2 separate regions of the Sus scrofa genome follow, and region 2 is linked to region 1. Evidence: chromatin contacts called from public Hi-C data. All regions are on one chromosome and are shown on one strand. Each heading gives the region's core, a stretch centred on a gene start, on an enhancer-like site or on the middle of the called end of the contact. The rest is flanking DNA. Distances are from core to core; before and after follow the strand shown.

Evidence for each region. Hi-C and Micro-C count contacts between places; a contact is called where the count stands out from the background.
Region 2: a contact with region 1 is called in a Hi-C map of omental adipose tissue, with 2.6 times the contacts expected there. The contact joins two enhancer-like sites. A contact is called at or near these places in 2 of 5 promoter capture datasets (fetal liver and liver), 19 of 47 Hi-C or Micro-C datasets (alveolar macrophages, brain, embryonic fibroblasts and 10 more) and 1 of 2 datasets of contacts at active chromatin or transcription factors (skeletal muscle).

Annotation. Positions count from the first base shown.
Region 1 is chr3:126,385,069-126,387,768 of Sscrofa11.1, reverse strand. No RefSeq gene overlaps it. Among named protein-coding and RNA genes, the nearest start is that of CYS1, 12 kb to the left of the region's middle. Within about 2 kb of position 1,303, at least 16 of the 83 cell types and tissues checked have an H3K27ac peak or open chromatin away from gene starts, as enhancers often do. A contact at or near this core is called in omental adipose tissue, where this site is marked.
Region 2 is chr3:126,609,114-126,611,813 of Sscrofa11.1, reverse strand. No RefSeq gene overlaps it. Among named protein-coding and RNA genes, the nearest start is that of TAF1B, 24 kb to the right of the region's middle. Within about 2 kb of position 1,258, at least 2 of the 83 cell types and tissues checked have an H3K27ac peak or open chromatin away from gene starts, as enhancers often do. A contact at or near this core is called in omental adipose tissue, where this site is marked.

The sequences.
Region 1 (2,700 bases), core at 54-2,553:
TGGCAGGGGCCCTGGGTCACGCATGCTCACATCAGAGTCCTAAAGAAGGCAAAGTGACAGCTCTGGGGTCCCCTGGAAAGGACTTGAGCGCTGTCATTTACTGAGAGGGTGGTGTCCTGGGCACTCGGAGGTTCTGATGGTTTAACCCTTGGCAGCATCGTGGAATAGATTCTGTGGTTCCCCCATTTGATGGACAGGGCACTGAGCTCAGAGAGCCCAAGATACTTGCCCCCAGTCACACAGCTGATCAGTGCTGGAGCCTCAGGCGGTCTCGTGCAGAGCCCACCCCCCGCCCACACCTGTCCTAATGCTGAGCGCAGGTATCTTGGGTCCTGGCCATCCCTCACCACCAACGAGCCACCCTCACTAGCGGAGCAGTGGACAGTGACACAAATGGCTTTGGTGGCAGTTGTAAAGCATGTGTTCCTGTCCTCTGAGGAGCCTCATGCCCAGACCAGGGCTGTAATAGCATCTTCTGGCCCCTGAAAAGACTCGGCCTGTCTTTGAGTTTTGAACCTGGCACCCGTGTGCCTCCCTCTAGCAGCGAAGTGCAGGAGAGATTTATCTGAATGCGCCTGGAGCCTCCACCGTCATAACATCACGCATCTCTGAGTCCAAAGATCTGAACACCAGCTGCCCTGAAAGCAAACTTTGGTTGCCATGGTAACCAGGCCATCCGCCTCTTCCTGACTTAACAGTGGCTGCCAGCCCTGGAAGGGGCCCTGGGTCACGCATGCTCATAACGAGTCCTAAAGAAGGCCGTGACTGATTTAGGGTCCCCTGGCAAGGATCTGAGAGCTGTGGTCTTAGCGTCAAAACCCAGCCATCCCGGGTCACTCTCTGGTGGCACACTGCGGACTCTGGGTCAGTAGTTAGGGTGAAAGCAGGTAAAGGGGGCTGGGGGGGGGGGCAAGTAGGGACAGACGGGCTTCTCCTGACCGGCTGCAGTGTCCTTCAGCCTCAGAGCAAATTTCAGCCAGTGCTTGGATCCTGATGGAGTTCAGGAACCACCCCCCCCCGCCCCGCTCTGTGTTGTTGGGGAAACGGGCCAGACAAGCCTCCCGGACCCAGTTCTGTTGATCAGAAGTGGCCATGGTGACCGGGGATGGGCAATTCCTGGGCTAAGAGCTGCAGGGAGCTGGGCACCAGGGCGGTGGCCCAGATCAGGCAGAGACTCAGCTTCCACAGCTCCGCTCTGGGTCTGGCTCCCTGGGCGGGTGGCCAGAGCTCCCCCCGGGCCCCAGACTCCTGCCCAGACCTGGGCCCGCGGAGGAGTGAAGCAGGTGCCAGGCAATTGCCAAGGAGACCAAGACTGGAAGAGAGTAGGGAGGTAGGACCGCAAAACACAGGGAGGGGTCCTGTATCACAAAAACAGCAGTGAGGGCACACTCGGGAACTGTGGGTAAAGCCTGCAGTCTAGTTAGTAGCATTGCACCAAAGTTAGTGTCTTGTTTTCCGAGACACCCAGGGTACTGTGGTCATGCCAGGCCTTATAAGCAGGGGAAGTTGGGTGGGGTGTGGAAACTCGGCCCTGACTCCTGGAAAGCCGGAATTATCTCAAAAGAAAACAGTATTAAAATTTTGTATTTTTCTTTGTAAAAGAATGTCATGGCCACACCCAGGGCCTATGGGAGTTCCTGGACCAGGGCTTGAATCCGAGCCACAGCTGCTGTAACGCTGGATCCTTTTAACCCACCGTGCCGGTCTGGGGATCGAACCTGCACCTCCACAGCCACTTGAGCCGTTGCGGTCAGATTCTTAGCCTACTGGGTCACAGCGGGAACTCCAAAATTGTGTATTTTTCTTTGTGAAAATTAAAGGAGGCTCTGGCTTTCATATCCTGATATATCATAGAGTAATTTTGTCATCCTGCCTCATGTCTTTGTCCCTCCCACTCGGGCACAGGCGTGCCACACAGACCACTGAGTGAAGGTCCACGGGGCCAGGCGCAGCAGAGGAGGGAACAGCTGGCCTCTTCTCAGTGCTCCAGCTTCGTCCTGACGTCTCTGCCATCCCACTTCCCCAGTCCCCAGGAGTCCTCCTTGGCTCCTCTCATATCCCGCCTTTAAACCTTCCAACCACATGTCTAGAAGACGGCCTCTTCCGAGCACCTCCACGGCCCCTTTTCATCCCTCTGCATCTTCCCTGGACCCCAGGCTCAGCCTCAGCTGTGCCAGACACACAGGCACCTCAGGGCCTTTGCACTGACTGTGTCTGTGTCCCTCTTCCGGAAAGCTGCCCAGGTCTCATCTGTCCACGTCTCACCCCCTCCCATTCCATCAAGCTAGGAAGGCTGATTTTATTTTATTGTTATTAAAAAAAAATTTTTTTGGGGGTCTTTTTGCCTTTTCTAGGGCCACTCCTTTGGCATATGGAGATTTCCAGGCTAGGGGTCGAATTGGAGCTGTAGCCACCAGCCTACGCCACAGCCACAGCAATGCAGAATCTGAGCCGCGTCTGTGACCTACACCACAGCTCAGGCTACGCTGGCTCCTTAACCCACTGAGCAAGGCCAGGGATCGAACCCTCATCCTCATGGATCCTAGTTGGGTTCGTTAACCCCTGAGCCACAAAGGGAACTCCTAGGGAGTCTTATTTTAAATTAAACCTCTGCTCCTACACTTCAGCTCCTCTTTAGATTCCTGTGTTCTTCCCACAGGCCTCTCTCCTTCTAAGACACAATGTAATATACTTATTAAT
Region 2 (2,700 bases), core at 9-2,508, 220 kb before region 1:
GGCATCACTAACCAATAAGGAAATGATAGATTTTATCAAAGATAAATGGTATTGGGAAAGCTGGCTCACTCTAAGAAGAAAAAAAATCAAATTGTTCTTTACCTAACTCCGTATAATCTACTCCAAGATACACTGGCATTTCGCAAAAGAGACATCAAAGGCAAGCAAGCATATTCTTTGAAACGCATCAGTAACCAGAGAAAAGGAAACCCGGGTAATAAAAGGTTGATTTCCCAGCAAAGGGCTGAAGGAACCAAGGGCCGGGGAGGGGCAGGAAGGGGGGTAGAGGCCCCTCAAAGTGTGTGGTGGAAGCACGACCTGGTCCATCCAACCCCCGGATTGAGTTGGAAACCCTCAATCTGGTTCCTTCATCTGATTCTCAAATTAGGGTCATCCCGGAGAGGACCCAGCCGTTCCACCCCCGGACACCCACAGGGTAAGGATCAAAGCCACATCCCCATGGACCGCAGTCAGGCTTGCTTCCGCTGCACCACGACAGGAACTCTGAAATATTGTTAAGAAATATGGCAAAAGGCTTCTTGGCTGCTGGGAGTGAGGATATCCAGGTTGCAGGCCCCAAGTCTCCCAGGTGGCTTCCTGCCTTCAGAGTCTGGTTTGCACGTGCCACCCTGGAAGCCACACCACCCATGGCCGTGTGTCATTTTCTGGAAGTGCCGCTGGGTGGCTGCGCCCAGAGCCAGGGTCTCCCAGGTGGATCCTGTGCAGCAACGCTGTGCTCACTAAAGCTCCAGGGGATCCCGGGATGTTTTCAGGTCTGGTTTTCGGCATTTGTTGATAAGAGAAGTTATGTGCCCTGCTGGCCTTTGTGAATCTGGGACTTTTAGAAGTTTCTAGAATGGGTCTCAAGGGCCTACTTGACTCCTGGCCAATCGGGATCCAATTCTTCCTTGATACTTCCAATGATTCTTCAGAAGCAGAGCAGGGATTTTTGGCTTTGTTTTTCACACTGGCTTTGGTCTGAGGGGGACACACCAGCGTACACTGGAGCATAGGATATCACAACGCAGGGTCCTCAGCAGGCTTCTCCCTTCACAGACCAGGAAGCCGCTCCCAGAGCGGCCAAGGGCTTGTCCAGAGTCCTGCAGAAGAGAGTCAGTTCATGCCACGTGTTCTGGCTTCGGGGTTAAGAGAGAAGAGGTGAGGTCATGAGAGCAAACGGAGGAGGCTGCCCCAGGAGCCCAAGACTGAAATCACGGATGAAGTCACGGGATCAGAATGCTGGCTCCTGGACAGACTCCCCGATCCTCCAGGCGCTGGACGAGGGGGCGGCCTTAGGAGCTTGTGTTCAACTTGGACGCACCCAGGTTCTGGCCCTTAGCGGCCTTCACTGGCTGCGTGGACCTGGGGAAGTCGCTCCATCTCTGTTGGGGTTTCCTCCTTCGTGACTCGTAAAGACGCACAGACTCAGGGCAGCGTGCCGCCCAGGGGCAGGGGCCATGTGAATTTGAGATGAGTCTGGCCCTCAGTACCCATGCCCCCCGCATGCTGTCTTGGGGGGACTCTCACAGCCTCTCTGTCTTCCAGCCTGTACCCCACGGTTAAGGAGACTCACACCTAAGCAGGCAACGTGGGGGGAGCACTTCGTGGCGGTGGAGCGCAGGCCAGGGCCCAATGCGATGATCGCTGGTTGGAAAGACCTGGCCCATCGCCATTGAGTGAAGGAAGACGTCAGAACGCGCCATCCCAAAATATGCCACTCTGGCAGGTTGATTCTTTTCAGTTAAAGGCACTTGAAAAACAGCAGATGGGCGAACGCCCTAACTTTCCCTCTCGTTCTGAAAAGTAAAAGATGAATTCCCACGTGAAAAATGCCCTCCCTCCACGCTTGTGAGAATGTAACGTGCTTATCATCACGGACGGGCAGTCTCGAGCAGAGAGTTCTGTGCCTTATTAAAATCACTCTTAGGCGTTCCCGTCGTGGCACAGCAGAAATGAATCCAACTAGGAATCATGAGGTTGCAGGTTCGATTCCTGGCTTCGCTCGGTGGGTTAAGGATCCTGCATTGCTGCGGCTGTGGTGTAGGCCCGCAGCTGCAGCTCCAATCGGACCCCTAGCCTGGGAACCTCCATATGCTGCAGGTGCAGCCCTAAAAGGATAAAAGACCAAAAAAAAAAAAATCACTCTTATTTTCCTTTAGCTTCTCCATATATTGTAGTTCCTTTTCCACAATTTCTTCTCTCTGTTCTGTCTCATTAGGTACAGAGGTTTTGCCACTTGCGGTCTCCATTTCCTTTGGGGGCTCCTATGTCACATAAAACTTCTGTCAAATAAATCCATATGCTTTTCTCCTGTTGATCTGTGTTTTTTTTTTTTCAGCTGCACCTGCGGCATATGGAATTTCCTGGGCCAGGGTCGAATCGGAGCTGCAGCTGCAGCTGCAGCCTACGCCACAGCCACGACAACACCAGATCCAAGCAGCATCTGCACCTATGCCATGGCTCGAGGCAATATGGGACCCTTAACCCACTGCGTGAGGACAGGGATCTAACCCCGATCCTCAGAGAGACAATTTCGGATCCTTAACCTGCTGAGCCACAATGGGAACTCCCTGTGGATCTGTCTTATGTCGTTTTGATTTTCAGGCCCAGCTGAAAAGCCCTCTGAGGGTAGAAAGATCCTGCCTCCCCTACAAAAGCAGAGCCTCGGGAGGTCCTGGGTCTATTTCCCATGGCGTCTCC